Linked DNA regions of Ovis aries: region 1 is linked to region 2. Evidence: chromatin contacts called from public Hi-C data. All regions are on one chromosome and are shown on one strand. Each heading gives the region's core, a stretch centred on a gene start, on an enhancer-like site or on the middle of the called end of the contact. The rest is flanking DNA. Distances are from core to core; before and after follow the strand shown. Region 1 holds the start of OGFOD2 (2-oxoglutarate and iron dependent oxygenase domain containing 2). Region 2 holds the start of DDX55 (DEAD-box helicase 55).

Region 1 (4,376 bases), core at 177-2,676, 480 kb after region 2:
TCCTCCCCTTCAGTGCAAGTTTCTCATCTCAAAAGAGCACAAAGCAGACAACTTGGCATTTTCCCTGCTTTCTCTTTTCCTGGTGCCGGCACCCAGGTGCTGTGGTAAGTAGGGACAGGAAGGAGGTAAGGGGAGGTCAAAGGAGCCCTTCTGGGATCAGACACTGGCAGACCTGAGGCCGGGAGACCCCTCAAGCTGCTGACCCAAATCTAAACAGGAAGGGCCGGGCTGGGTGCAGAGGAGGCGGTGGAGGGTGGGGTGTGTTACCTCTCCCAACAGCTGCTGGAAGTCTTTAGGGCTGACACAGCCTCTGCTGCGCAGGATCTGAGAGCAGAAAAACCAGTAAGCATGATGGTGTGACCTGGGGCAAGTCTCTTAAGGTCTCTGAGCCTCAGCTTCTCCACCTTGAAATGAAGATGATCCGATCACAGGATCATAAAAATGAAATGTGATTAGCATGTTAAGCACACAGCAGCGGCTCTTGTTAATAACAGAGTACTCAGCCAGGCCCTGCCCTGAGCACTTTACATGTAGTTCATTCACTGATTTCTAACGACAGTCTCACTAAAGCGATACCATGATCGCCATTTGAGGTGGAAAATAAGAGAGGCAGCTAGAGGTTAAGTCAATCTTCTCGTCCGATCTGAGTGGGCCAAAGGCAAAGTAAACGACCCCGGGGACTGAGGTCCCTCCTCCACCACCGCTCCCAGCTCGTTTTCCCGCAGAGCCAATAGAGGCCACTCACGGGCTCGTAGTCCTGGCGCAGCTGCTGTTCGCTCCGGAAGCGCACGTGCAGCCCGTAGCGCGCCACGTACAAGTTCTCTGAGCAAAAGCAAGCGCAGCGGCAGAAGCGCCGGGGAGCCGCTGCGGTCCCCATGGTGAGAAGCGTTGCAATGCCCCGCCGGCTACCGTAGGAACACTTCCGGGTACGCCCCCAGCTGGGCAGGGGCGCTGTTTGAAACCAGCGGCTAAGGGTCCGTTCTAAATTCCCATGTTCAGAAAAGAACGAAGACTCCGCCCCAGGAAACGGTCTGCGGTGCAGAAAGATACTTCCAGGCAGGAATGAGACTGGCAGCGTCGGCTAAGAGCACGCCAGCCTAATGGGCTGCTGCTTCACAGTTTCTCCATCCGCGAGGCGGGGATTAATCATCCTCTTTACAGATAGGTGAACCTGAGTCATACCTTCACGGAATTCCAAGACCTTCGGCTTAAACGCGCTGCCTCCTTTTTCTGCTAGGAGCTTTTAGCGGACCAGCTGACGTCACGAGGAGAGTTGGAGCCTTGGGGTCCGATTTTGCTCCAACTGAGCTCTAGTTTTGTGCGTCTGAGCTTGGGTTTAGCATTCATCCCGGTCCCTGTCCGGCGCTCCCGATGCCTACGCCCGGGTTTCTTAGGATTCGCCGCGGAGTGCCCCATAGAGTGTCTCCAAGAGAGGGCTCCGTCCGGCGAGACTTCCGGTGGCTCTCCTCAAGGATTCAGGTGTGAGGGGAGAAATAGGGTGTGGTCGGTTGTGGCCGCAGCCCGCGCAACCAGGTTCAAGTTCTGCACAGCCAAGTGTGAGATGAGTATGTTTCTGTTTGATAGAGCGTGCCCCGCAACCTCGCGGAGACCCAATCACAGTACACGCAACTCTGTCTTCAGTTTACTCCAGTTCAGTCGCTCAGTCCTGTCTGACTCTGCGACCCCATGAACTGCAGCACGCCAGGCTTCCCTGTCCACCACCAACTCCTCGAGCTTGTTCAAACTCATGTATGTCCATCCAGTCAGTGATGCCACCCAACCGTCTCATCCTCTGTCTTCCCATTCTCCTCCCGCCTTCAATCTTTCCCAGCATCAGGGCCTTTTCCAGTGAGTCAGTTCTTCGCATCAGGTGGCCCAAGTATTGGAGTTTCAGCTTCAGCATCAGTCCTTCAGGACTGATTTCCTTTAGGATTGACTGATCTCCGTGCTGTCCAAGGGACTCTCAAGAGTCTACTCCAACACCACAGTTCAAAAGCATCAGTTCTTCAGTGCTCAGCTTTCTTTATAGTCCAACTCTCACATCCATATATGACTACTGGAAAAACCATAGCTTTAACTAGATGGACCTTTGTCGGCAAAGTAATGTCTCTGCTTTTTAATATGCTGTCTATGTTGGTCATAGCTTTTCTTCCAAGGAGCAAGCGTCTTCTAATTTCATGGCTGTACTCACCATCTGCAGTGATTTTGGAGCCCCCCCCCCCAAATAAACTCTCTCACTGTTTCCATTGTTTCCCCATCTATTTGCCATGAAGTGATGGGACTGGATGCCATGATCTTAGTTTTCTGAAAGTTCAGTTTTAGGCCAACTTTTTCACTTTCTCACTTTCATCAAGCGGCTCTTTAGTTCTTCACTTTCTGCCATAAGGGTGTTATCTGCATATCTGAGGTTATTGATATTTCTCTTGGCAGTCTTGATTCCAGCTTGTGCTTCATCCAGCACAGCATTTCACATGATAACTCTGTCTTGGGAACCCCATTATGATCCACCATGCACCCCCAAGGTCCCAATCTGCAAAGCCCTGAGAAGAAGCTGGGCTGGCAGTCATGTTGCCAAGCTGGCAGAACGAAGATGCACACCTGGGGAGGAAGTCTTGACCTGTAGAACTTCCTGCACTAGAGTTCCCTCCACGGTTCAGCATGAAGCTGGGATGGAGGTGGGGAGGAAGGCTCTGGGGCTTTAAGACTTCCCAGATAAACAGTGACTATGGATGACAACTGTTGGCTGAGCCCCACCTCGACCAGACCTGAGCTAATACGTCTACTACCACTCACCTTAACTCCTTTCATCCCTACAGCAAACCTTTGAGCTGGATACTGTTATATTACCATGATACAGAAGGGCAAGGGGCTTCCATGTCAGCTCACATAGTGAAGAATCCACCTGCAATTCAGGAGACCCAGGTTCGATCCCTGGGTCAGGAATATGCCCTGCAGAAGGGAATGGCTGGCCACCCCAGTATTCTAGGCTTGAGAATCCCACGAAAAGAGGAGCCTGGTGGGCTACAGTCCATGGGGTCACAGAGAGTCGAACAGGACTGAGCAACTAAACACACATACACATGGGGAAACTGAAGCCCAGAGAGGTGCAGTGACCTGCCCCATGTCATTCCCCAGTAAGGGACATATATATATGGGGACTGAACCCAACAGTCTTCCCTTTGAGTTCCCTGTTTACCACAGTATGAACATTTTGACCTTACCGTGTAGCTTGTAGGATCTCAGTTCCTGACCAGGGATCGAACCCATGCTCCCTGCAGTGGAACCGTGGAGACCTAATACCAGACTGCCAGGGAAATCCTTTGTTGGCATTTTCTTGATGACTCTGCTTTCCTTTCCTCTTGTGTACACACAGGTTCACACGGTCACACTCACATCCACAGTCACACACACTCTTGCACACACTCAAACACAGCCTTACATGCTAACACACATGCACACAAAATCACACGTGCACACACCCTCACACATACCGCCAACACTCCCTCCTTTATGTGCACGCAACATTCCACATTACAGTCACAATCACACACTTATATTAATAAACCCAGTAAACCCAAAGGCCTTGCAGTGGGCTGAGCTTGGAGTGCCTGAAGAACAGAAAAAAGCCTACAAGAGGGCGAGTCATAGGGAACAGGGCCAGGGTTGTATTTGGACCAAATCTTTGGGCCACTGGTACCATTTTGGATTTTATTCTATGTACAAAGGGAAGCTGTTTAGTCCTCACAACAAGGTAGGAACTTGAGGTAGGAGCTATCCCCATCTGACAGATGTGGAAAATGAGGCTCAGAGAGGTTGAGTGACCCACGCAAGGTCACACAGCTCATGTGTGGGGCAGTCTGGCAGGGAACCCAAGTCTGACCCTGCTGGGATCCTTCCTAAAGGTGCCTTCTTGGGTATGAAAGCCAGGTCTTTGCACCTCGGAGATTCTGGGGCCCAGACCTGGGACTCCCAAAGCTACCAGGCTTCCCCAGGGAGCAGAATAACTGTCAGGGGCCTGCTTGCCCCTCAAGGACCCCACGCCCCAGCCCAGAGCTGTGGGGCCTGAGCAGGTGATTAAAGTTTTACAGCCATCTTGATTGCCCAGCGATAGTGAAGGGCCCTGCTCTCCAGGAAAGGATCTATTTCCCCAGGTCTTTATTCATTCCCCTTCTCAGCACCTTCCTATCCCCCTCTCACCTCCTCAGGCCCAGGGCAGACCGGCTGCCCAGGCAGCCACCACACAGGCCTGCATGTGCAGCCCCCAACCCCGGCCAGCTCACTTGTTAGGGTACTCCTTTTATGGCTGTTTTTGCAAGATGAGTGTGTTCTGCTTCTCAGTTGAGACTGGCCCTCCCTGTGCCCCGCCTCTGCCCTGG
Region 2 (3,935 bases), core at 635-3,134:
ACACACTCTGGAGTCTGTGCCCACAGTGAAGGATCCTGCATGATGCAACAAAGAGCCGATGTAGCCAAATGAATAAATAAATAAATTTTTAAGCAAAAATAGACAAAATGAATTTTTATTTATATTTTATTTAACCTAATATCATCCAAAATATTGTCGGCTCGATGTGTAAGCAATATTTTTTAAATGAATGAGATATTTTTCATTTGTCTTTCATGCTAAGTCCTCAAAATCCATCATAGATTTTTATATTTAGAGTACATCTCAATTTGGACTCACCGTGTTTCAAGTGTTCTTAATAGTCATATGTGAGTGGCTACCACAGTGGACAGCACTGAGACCATGGACTCTAATGGCAAATATTGGGTCCTCTCTGCCCAGCAGTCCCACGGCATGACACACAGCACTGCCTGCCTCCTCCACACCTTTCCTGAGGAGCCTACACACATCTCAACATTCCAAAACAGGACTCTAGATTTTCCCTTTGAAGGCTGTTACCCCTGCCAGCTTTCCTCACCTTAGTAAATAACACCACCAATCACCCAGTCACTAAAGACAAAAACCTCAGGGTCCCTCTAGATTCCTCTTTCCTGACCCCCACATCTGGTCCCTCAGCAACCCGAAAGCTATCTCAAAAGCGACTCCTCAATATCCACAACCTCCTCTCTATTCCAAGCCACCATCACCTCTAACTTGACAACGGCCTCCTAGTGGATGGCCTCGCTTCTTCTCTTACTCCCCTAAAGTCCACTGTCTACACAGCAGTCACGGCCCTTCTCTTCTGCAGCCTCCCATGTAAGACGGCTTCTCACTACATCCAGAATAAAATACAAGATCCCACAAGTAAGACCCTGCGTGGTCAGCCCTCAATTTGCTCATCTCTTACGCTACTCATGATGCCCCAGCCACAAAGGCCTTTCTGTTCCTCCAAGCTCATTCCACTTGTACTGGCATTTCTCTTTGCTGGAATATCCTGCCTCCAGTCATCCCTTGGCCTCCTTCTCATTCAGGTTTCAGCTTAAAGACACCTCCTCCAAGAGGCCTTCTCTTATCTTACCTTCTGCCCTGTACTTTCTTGTCACTGTCTCCTCCACAACACTGATCACCAGCTGAAATTACCTTATTTCTTTACTCCCTTCTCTCTCTTCTGCATTAAAAAGCAAGGGCCGTGAGTCAGGACCAACACTGCAAAATCCCAAGTCTAAAAGAGTACCTGATATTTGTCCTGGAGAAACTGCTTGAATAAATGAGTGAGCTGGACCAAGACACTTCACTTAGCCCACATAACAAGACAACAGGTTACATTTACTGAGGGTCCGTAACATTGTCTTAGGTAATCCTCACAACAATTCTTAGGTAATACTATTTTCGTCATTTCACACGGAAAGGAAATGAAGCTCAGAGAGGTTAAGTCATTTGCTCAAGGTCTCACAGATCTACAGAGGGCAGGGCCAGGATACGAACCAGGTACTTAAAAGCAAGATACGAATTTAAGAGTAGGATACGAGCCAGGCACTTAAGTCCCAGCACCTAAGAGCGGATGGAGGAGAGCTGTTATGAAAACCCTAGTACAGGAGCGCCGCCGCCTGCCGCCTCTGCCTGGCGATCATTAACCAGCCAGGCATCACCCAAGTCGGTGAAGCAGAAAGACGACATGACAAAAAAGTCCCAGCTCTGAATTTCCCTTTCCCAACCTGCCCTCTTGGCACCGAGGGCCCTCCTCCCCCAGGGCCTATGCCGAGTACCTGCACCGGCGTCATGTACGGAAAACCGAGCTCCCGCAAGACACTCAGCACCTGCGGATGCAGCGGCACCGGTAGCGACTCCCAGGAACCCTCCGTCACGTGCTCCATGGTGCGCTCAGCCACCGAGCTACTACCCGGACGCCTCCCGGGAGCACTTCCGCTTCCGGTCGCCAAGCCGGCCGCCCGGAAACCGCACTCCCTTCGCAAAGATCCGGAAGGCGGGAAAGGCACCTTTGGAGCAGGAGAGTGGAAAGCCGACTTCTGGCGAATAAAAGCGGGCGGCGGGAACCCGGCTGGAGTAGTGCCATTCGTCCAGTGCAACCGCCTAGGCTCCGGGCGCCTTTCCACACCGAGCAGGCATTTGGGCGGGAGGGATTTTGCCCCGGCTCTCACACTCTCCCCGCCGGTCGGAGGTCCCCGCCAGTCGGAGACAGATGGCAGCACAACACCGCATCCTGGCCAAAGGACAGTAGGTCCGGAGGGAGTGGACAGAAATGTACCCCAATTCCGGAGCCCTAGATAGGCAAATAGACTGATGGTGCGGATCCACTGCCTGGGAGAAAATAAATATTGATTTACTTCCATGAAGTTAGGTCAGAGACCTAAATAAGAACACTGTATCTTATTCCTGTGTTCACTACTGGATTGTTTCATGCACGTGTACAACTGATTCAGGAAGCTGTTCAGTTCAGTTCAGTTCAGTCTGTCGTGTCCGACTCTTTGCGACCCCATGAATCGCAGCACGCCAGGCCTCCCTGTCCATCACCAACTCTCGGGGTTCACTCAAACTAACATCCATCGAGTCGGTGATGCTATCCAGCCATCTCACCCTCTGTCGTCCCCTTCTCCTCCTGCCCCCGTCCCTCCCCAGCATCAGAGTCTTTTCCAATGAGTCAGCTCTTCACATGAGGTGGCCAAAGTACTGGAGTTTCAGCTTCAGCATCAGTCCTTCCAAAGAACACCCAGGACTGATCTCCTTTAGAATGGACTGGTTGGATCTCCTTGCAGTCCAAGGGACTCTCAAGAGTCTTCTCCAACACCACAGTTCAAAAGCATCAATTCTTTGGCGCTCAGCTTTCTTCACAGTCCAACTCTCACATCCATACATGACCACTAGAAAAACCGTAGCCTTGACTAGATGGACCTTTGTTGGCAAAGTAATGTCTTTGCTTTTCAATATGCTGTCTAGGCTGGTCATAACTTTCCTTCCAAGGAGTAAGCATCTTTTAATTTCATGGCTGCAGTCACTATCTGCAGTGATTTTGGAGCCCCCAAAAAGAAAGTCTGACACTGTTTCCACTGTTTCCCCATCTATTTCCCATGAAGTGATGGGACCAGATGCCATGATCTTAGTTTTCTGAATGTTGGGCCTTGCCAGTGGCTGGGCTTCCCTAGTGGCTCAGACGGTGAAGTTATCTGCCTGCAGGGCAGGAGACCCGAGTTCTATCATGGATACAGAAGATCCCCTGGAGGAGGGCAGGGCAACCCACTCCAGTCAGGGACTTCCCTGGTGGTCTGGTGGTTAAGAACTCGCCTTTGGGCTTCACTGGTGGGTCAGACAGTAAAGAGTCTGCCCACATGGGGGAGACCTGGGTTCCATCCCTGGATCAGGAAGCTCCTCTGGAAGAGGAAATGTCAACCCACTCTGGTATTCTTACCTAGAATACTCCATGGATGGAGGAGCCTGGGTGGGTTACAGTCCATGGGGTCGCAGAGTCAGACACAACTGTGTTTCGGTTAAGACTATTATGCCTTGGGCCCGTATCTTCAGCTTGTCTTGCTCCCTACATCCATAAGGACTTTTGAAATGTCACCAGTGATGCCTTCCCTTCATAATCACTAAAACTATTTGCCCTTTTTCACTTTCCCCCATAACACATTATTAATATGCCATATAATTTATATGACTAGGCTCATCTCCCCCACTAAAAGTTGGATAAAGGGGATTTTCCTCTATTTTATTTCAGTGACTACAACTGGTAGCACCAGGCAGTCACCCAGATATTTTCAGTTCAGTTCACTCAGTCGTGTCCGACTCCTTGGGACCCTGTGAATTGCAGCACGCCAGGCCTCCCTGTCCATCACCAACTCCTGGAGTCTTCACAAACTCATGTCCATCAACTCGGTGATGCCATCCAGCCATCTCATCCTCTGTCGTCCCCTTCTCCTCCTGCCCCCAATCCCTCCCAG

Evidence for each region. Hi-C and Micro-C count contacts between places; a contact is called where the count stands out from the background.
Region 1: a contact with region 2 is called in a Hi-C map of hypothalamus, with 4 times the contacts expected there. The contact joins the promoter of OGFOD2 here to the promoter of DDX55 in region 2. A contact is called at or near these places in 2 of 16 Hi-C or Micro-C datasets (hypothalamus and liver).

The regions. Positions count from the first base shown.
Region 1 is chr17:52,598,577-52,602,952 of ARS-UI_Ramb_v3.0, forward strand. OGFOD2 (2-oxoglutarate and iron dependent oxygenase domain containing 2) reads right to left here and starts at 1,427. Exons shown (of 5, transcript XM_060401131.1): 1 at 1,183-1,427; 2 at 268-324.
Region 2 is chr17:52,117,542-52,121,476 of ARS-UI_Ramb_v3.0, forward strand. It overlaps DDX55 (DEAD-box helicase 55), which reads right to left and starts at 1,885. Exons shown (of 12, transcript XM_042234557.2): 1 at 1,746-1,885. The coding sequence starts at 1,853.